Regions from separate parts of the Sus scrofa genome. Here region 1 is linked to region 2. The links are chromatin contacts, called in public Hi-C maps. All regions are on one chromosome and are shown on one strand. Each heading gives the region's core, a stretch centred on a gene start, on an enhancer-like site or on the middle of the called end of the contact. The rest is flanking DNA. Distances are from core to core; before and after follow the strand shown. Region 1 overlaps USP6NL (USP6 N-terminal-like protein). Region 2 has its middle 27 kb from the start of ECHDC3.

Region 1 (3,560 bases), core at 251-2,750, 68 kb after region 2:
CGACTAGCATCCATGAGGTCGCAGGTTTGATCCCTGACCTCATTCAGTGGGTTAAGGATCCGGTGTTGCTGTGAGCTATGGTGTAGGTCGCTAACGGGGCTCAGATCTGGTGTTGCTGCGGCTGTGGCGTAAGCCAGCGGCTATAGCTCTGATTTGACCCCAAGCCTGGGAGCCTCCATATGCCTTGGGTGTGACCCTAAAAAGACAAAAAGACAAAAAAAAAAAAAAAAAAAAAAAAGAAAGAAAGAGGGAAAGAAAAAAAAAGAAGCATGCTTTAGATTTGGAATAGGAGGCTCTGGTTCCCTCCCTACCCATCAACTCAGGACACGTCACTTAGCCCTTGTGCTACAGTTCCTGCCTACCTCACAGAGCTTTTATGGTTAAGTGCTTTGCAAATGAACATTATCAGCATTAACTTACTGTTTGTTTTGGGTATTATGCCTATACCTCAGGGCTGCATTTCCCAGAGTCCTTTGCCAGCAAATTCTGATAGGTTTAGGTTCTGCCGGTGAGAGGCATTCGGGAGTTGGACGACATAAGGATCGTGTCATGCTTCCCCCAGCTGTGGCTGACCTGAGGGTCTGACAGACGGAAATGTTTACAGTAAACCTAGACATCAAAGAGTGCCCCTGACAGGCACCTGCTTCTAAGCTGCGGGCAGCTGTGACATTGGCAGTGATTTCCTGTCATTCCCTGCAATTTCGGATCATTCTCTGCTGCAGCTTCCTGACATCAGGTCCACAGCTGATGTGAATAACTGGACATTAGTGGTCTGTCCTCCCACCTTCACCCGCCCACTCTTTCCAAAGACTTTGTCCACATCTGACTTCATGGATTAAATATCTTTCTGCTGGTGACACCTTGAGTCGTTTCTTTTTCCCTCACTGAGATATTGTTGTATTGAACTTATATGAAAGCTCTAATAATGATACAAGAAGGAGTTCCTGCTGTGGTGCAGTGGGATTGGCAGGCATCTTGGGAGAACTGGGAGGCAGGTTTGGTCCCTGGAGCGGCACAGTGAATTAAGGATCCAGGATTGCCACAGCTAAGGCTTAGGTCACAACTGTGGCTCGGATCTGACCCCTAGCCCAGGAGCTCCATATGCCATGGGGTTGCCAAATAAATAAATGAGTTAACATGCTTTGTGTGTTCACTATTGGTCATTGGGCTAAGCATTTGGCATGCAAAATCTCATTTAGTTCCCTTCAGAACCCTACGGGGTAGTTTCTGTTACCGTCCTCATCTGCAGAGGAGGAACCTGAGAGTGCTTCACTTTAAGCCAGGTCTCTGAGGTGGCCAGGAGGGGAGGCGGGCTTTGAACCCAGGCTGCCTGAATCCAGGGAGTCCCCGATGACTCCATAGAAGATGGCTCTTTCTCCTGCAAAAAAGTTTACTTTAGGTCTCCAATAAAGTCTGCTTCAGGTCTGAAACCAGAAGTGTCTTGGCCTGCAGAAGTTTCGATTTTTAGAAGGGTGACACAGCAAATACACTGCATGTCCCTTGCGGGCGTGCAGAAGTGGGATCCGGGACAGGAACTTGTAATCAAACACACTCATCGTTCTGCAATGAAATGAGTGTTCCTATTAAATAAGATAAAGGCAGTAATAGCCAAAGGGAAGTTCAGCTACTACCCCAATGAGTCAAGCTGCCAAACTTAGGAACAAAACTTTTGGTTTTCAGAGCTTTGTGGATTTCAAAATTGCAAAATTATAGACTTGTATTTTAAATAAAGTATTAGCACAAAGAAAAGATAAGCTGAAATGATAACAAAATACTTTTTCCATCCATCGTTTTGTTTTAAATGAATCTTTGGTCTGGCTCCTTGGAACCACTCCTTCTTTTCTTTTTATAGCCAAAGCATGTGGACAAGGACTTATTTCACGCCTATGTAAGTGAAATGTAATTGTGGGTGTATTTACTCTGCAGACACCAAAAGGTTAAGGTCATCATGTTGTTTTGCAATGCCCAGCACATCCCCCCGCCTCCCCCCGCTCAGAGGAAAGAACCAGGCAGCACCAGCAACTCAGTGGTGAAAAGCATGCTCCCAGTGCAATAGGATCTGTTACAGTTCACCTTGTTCTTCCACAACTTGACCTTCTTATACTTCATTTCTGTTAATCTTGATAAAATTATTTATTTATTAAGGTTTTAGCTTAGAGCTAAGTATAGCTTTTAGCACTTTATTTTTAACCAATTTATTCCGGTTATCTGTAAGTGGGTAAGAAACCAACCCTAAATTTAATGGCTTAAGATAACTGATTATTGGAGTTCCCACGGTGGCTCAGAGGGTTAAGAACCCAACTAGTATCTGTGAGGATGCGGGTTCGATCCCTGGCCTTGCTCAGTGGTTTAAGGATCCCCCGTGTTGCCACGAGTTGTGCTGTAGGTCGCAGATCCTGCGAGGATCCTGTGTTGCTGTGGCTGTGGTGTAGGCTGGCAGCGGCAGCTCCGATTCAACCCCTAGCCTGGGAACTTCCATATGCTGCAGGTGCAGCCCTAAAAAAGAAAAAGAAGAGTGAAAAAAAATTCACGTTGTCCTCATGGTTCTGTGGGTTCTGTATGTTGACCGAGAGGATCTTGTTTAGGGTTCCTCCTGGGGCTGCCCGGTCAAGGCATTTTGAAAGCTTGACTGTGCTGGATGACCAAGGTGGTGCACCCGTATGGCTAGCAGCTGATACTGGCTGTTGGCTGGGGCTTCCGCCGAGGTTGTCATTCAGACCCGCCATATGTGGCCTCTCCGTGTGGCTTGGGCTTCTTCGAGCATGACGGCTGAGCGCTGGGAGGGAGCTACTGAGGGTAAATACCCCAGAGACCCAGCAGGAGCAGTGAGGCTGCTTCTGATCTCGCCTTAGAAATCATTTAACATCACTTCCACCTGATTCTTTTTGACAAAAGTAAGTCATAGGGCCAGCCCAGGTTCAAAAGGAGGAGGGTATAAACGGATGTGGACATTGGAGGCTTGATTCAGTGGGGGCCATCTTTTTTTTTTTTTTTTTTTTTTTTTTGCACATAAAATTAAGCTTTTTGGGGGAAAGCGGTGCTTTTTAGGGCTGCACTTGTGGCATATGGAGATTTCCAGGCTAGGGGTCAAATTGGAGCTGCCGCTGCCGGCGACAGCCACAGCCACAGCAATTCAGGATCTGAGCCCTGTCAGCAACCTACACCACAGCTCATGGCAACGCCTGATCCTTAACGCACTGAGCGAGGCCAGGGATCAAACCTGTGTCCTCATGGATGCTAGTCAGGTTGTTAACCGCTGAGCCACAATGGGAACTCTGGAGGGCCATCTTTGAAAACTAGCTCCTCCCCAGCTTATATTGATTTCTGTGCACAGTAGTTTAAAGGGAAATTCAAAAATCATATACACAGTGGCAAAAGTTTGGTCACCCGTCAATGGGGACAAAAATGACTTGAAATTGTACTTTAGTTTTTTTCACTATTTGTAATACTTGTTTAGCACAACTCTGCTTGATGAGACAAACAAAAAGAATACGGCAGGAATGACATCTAAGTGGTGGTCAAAAGGAGAGGTGATGTATGGAAACTCTTAGGTCGAGTAG
Region 2 (3,317 bases), core at 688-3,187:
CTCCTCTGGGTCAGGTGCTTTTGTTCCATCCTTTGCATCCTGTCCCAGAAAACAGATACTGCTTTTCTGCTGCTCTCAGATTACTTCCCTGCAAGATCTTGGTGTGAAAATCTCTCTCCCTGCTGGAAGGGAAAGGGAACACTCGTCCTGTCTCGGGTCTGTGGCTCTGAACATTCAGGGGCCCCCACCCAGGCCCCTGGCAGATGCACATCCTGCAAATCTCCCTCTCTGGGTGGGGCTGGTGAGTTGGTTTGCTGTGGCCTCTGTCATCAAGGACCACAAACTTCATAGCTTAAACAACAGTCATTTATGGTTTCAGGGTTCTGGAAGCTATAAATCTGCGATCCAGGGGCCAGCAGGGTTGGTTCTTTCTGGGGACGGTGGGGACAGGGTCTGTTCCAGGCTCTCCTTGGCTTGTCAAAGGCTCTTCATCTTAACTCTATGCCTGTCTCTTGGACAGTATTTTTCCTTTTTTGTAGTGACACCAGTCATGTTGGATTAAGGCCCACTGTAATGACCTCACTTGAAATCTCTGTAAAGATCTATCTCCAAATAAGGTTCCATTATTTTTTTAAAATTAGCTTATTTTTATTTAAAAAATTTTATTGGGGTTCCCATAGTGGCTCAGTGGTTAACGAACCTGACTAGCATCCATGAGGATGTGGGTTTGATCCCTGGCCTCACTCAGTGGGTTAAGGATCACAGCATTGCTGTGGTGTAGGCCAGTGACTGTAGCTCCAATTCGACCCCTAGCCTGGGAACCTCCATATGCCACAGGTATAGCCCTAAAAAGACAAATATAATAATAATAATAAAATAAAAAGTAAAAAAAGTGTTACTGAGGAGCTTGCTTTTTGGCTCATCAGGTGAAGAACCTCACTAGTCTCCATGAGGATGTAGGTTGCATCCCTGCCCTTGATCATTGGGTTAAGGATCGGCATTGCCATGAGCTGTGGTGTAGGTTGCAGATGTGCCTGGGATCCTACATTGCTGTGGCTGTAGTGTAGGCCAGCAGCTGCAGCTCCAACTCAACCCTTGGCCTGGGAACTTGCATATGCCCAAAAAGAAAAAAAAATTTTTTATTGAAATGTAGTTGATTTACAATGTTGTGTTAGTTTCAGGTGTAAAGTGATTCAGATATGTACATTCTCTTCCATTATAGGTTATTATAAGGTATAGAGTAGAGTTCTCTGTTAAGGTCCTAATCTGAGGTTATGAGGTTCTAGGAGTTAGGAACCAGCATATGAATTTGAGGGAGATACAATTCAACCTATAACCACCAGTAAGTCTTCAACTTCAGTGTACCTGTGGCTTGCCTGGGGACTTATTAAAAATGGAGGTGCCAGTGACACCCCCATAGGTTCTAATTTGATCTGCAGGAAAGCTCAGGACTCTGTGTTTTTAGAGGCCCCCTGGGATAAGTGTGATGTGTCCCTTCTCCTCAGACCCCTCCCAGATTTTGTACAATGAACCCAGCACTTTGCTTATCGAAGGCTTATAACAGCACTGTGCTGACCACCTCAAGCTTCAAAGAAATGACTTTCTTTAGTATCTAGCTTTTGCTAAGTCCCCACAGCTAGGCCCCAAACATGTCACCACACACCCTCTTGAATTTTCTTTCTTCCTTCCTTTCTCTTTCTCTTTCCCTTTCTCTTTCTTTCTCACCCTCAATCTCTCCCTCTCCCTTTCGTCCTTTCCTTTCCTCTTTCTCCTTCTTTCTTTTGTCTTTCTCCTCCCATGGCATATTCCTGGCCACAGATCAGATCCAAGCTGCAGCACCCACTGTGCAGGCTGGGGATTGAACTTGCATCCCAGTGCTCCCAAGAGGCCACTGATCCTGTTGCACAATAGCAAGAATTCCACCCTCTTCAATGTTCCAGTGACCTTTGTCACATCTGGGAGAATGCCAGGCCCGCTTTCATGGACATCATCCTAATTGGCAGGTGGACAGAGGGACGGCTCAGGCTTGGGACTTTGGGGCCCAGCTGATTGGCTGGTTGACCTTCAGAAGATCACTGGACCTCTCTGAGGCTGGATCTATTTGCCTCTGCCTTAAGAAACGTCCTTGTCCATCTCAGAGGACTCCTGCACAGATTGAAGGAAACAGTGTTTGCAAAAGGCCCAGAACCCAATGTGGAGAGAGGGCAGAGTGGATCCTGGTTACTGCTGTAATCTTCACCTGCGTCAGATGCAAAACCAGCTTGAACTCATTTCTGCAGCCACCTGTGCTATGAGGCAACAAGGAGAAAGTCCACCCCAGGGGCCTCAGAGCTGTCTGTTCTGGAAATGAAGAGGGAGCCTCACCTTTGAATGCGGCATCCGGTGCTGGCACATGAAGTCTGCAAGGTGCGCTCTGAAAACCAGTCCACTGCCTGGTGACTTCTTGCCTCAGAGAAACCCGACCCTCATCTCCAAAGCGGAAAATGAGTGTTGCTGAGTCCAATTCTACCTTACCCCCACCCTCGTGTGTGTGTGTGTATGTGTGTGTCCATGCGTGTGTACACACACACAGGATGGTAATATGGTTATGAGCACAGTCGCTGGAGCCTGTATCATTTGAAGAGGCAGCACCATCACCTCCTTGCTGTGCCACCTTTTGCAAGTCACTTAACTTCTCTGTGCCTTGTAAAACAGAAATGTATAATAATAGTGCTGTGACAGTTTATTTTATGTGTTATCTTGACTGAGAGTTGACCAGAGAGCTGGCAAAACATTCCTGCAGGTGAGTTGGTGTGGATGTTTCCAGGAAGAGATTAGCATCTGCAGTGGCGGATTGAATCGAGAGGATCCCATCCCCAACCCCCACGGCAGTGAGCCTTCAACTGCTGAGGCCTGAACAGAAAACACAGGCAGAGGACAGGGAACCTTCTCCCTGCGTGAGCTGGGCCATCCTTCTGCTCCTGCCCTGGGACGCCGGTGCTCCTGGTTCTCGGGCCTTTGAACCTGGACCAGGACCTCACACCCTCGGCCCCCTGGTTCTCAGGCCTTCGATTTGAGCTGGAGCCACATCACTGGTTTTCCTGGACCTCCAGCTTGCAGAGGGTAGATTATATGGGACTTCTTAGCTCACATCATCATGTGAGCCAGTCCCTCAAAATTATCTGTCTGTCTATCTATCTATCTATCTCCATCTATCTCCTATTGATTCTGTTTCTCTGGGGAACTCTTCACTAATGCAATCACCCACCTCACGGTATTCATCGTTTTTTCTTGCTACGTGATAAGTGACCACAAAGGCAGTGGCTTCAGACAACATCTTGTCATAATTCTGCAGGGTGGAGTGAGGCAGTTTTAGCTGGATCCTCTGCTAGGGGCTC

The links. Hi-C and Micro-C count contacts between places; a contact is called where the count stands out from the background.
Region 1: a contact with region 2 is called in a Hi-C map of liver, with 3 times the contacts expected there. The contact joins two enhancer-like sites. A contact is called at or near these places in 1 of 5 promoter capture datasets (liver) and 5 of 47 Hi-C or Micro-C datasets (alveolar macrophages, liver and skeletal muscle).

What each region holds. Positions count from the first base shown.
Region 1 is chr10:60,233,146-60,236,705 of Sscrofa11.1, forward strand. The region is part of intron 1 of USP6NL (USP6 N-terminal-like protein); the gene reads left to right. Among named protein-coding and RNA genes, the nearest start is that of USP6NL, 41 kb to the left of the region's middle. Within about 2 kb of position 1,501, at least 14 of the 83 cell types and tissues checked have an H3K27ac peak or open chromatin away from gene starts, as enhancers often do. A contact at or near this core is called in liver, where this site is marked.
Region 2 is chr10:60,164,209-60,167,525 of Sscrofa11.1, forward strand. No RefSeq gene overlaps it. Among named protein-coding and RNA genes, the nearest start is that of ECHDC3, 27 kb to the left of the region's middle. Within about 2 kb of position 1,938, at least 5 of the 83 cell types and tissues checked have an H3K27ac peak or open chromatin away from gene starts, as enhancers often do. A contact at or near this core is called in liver, where this site is marked.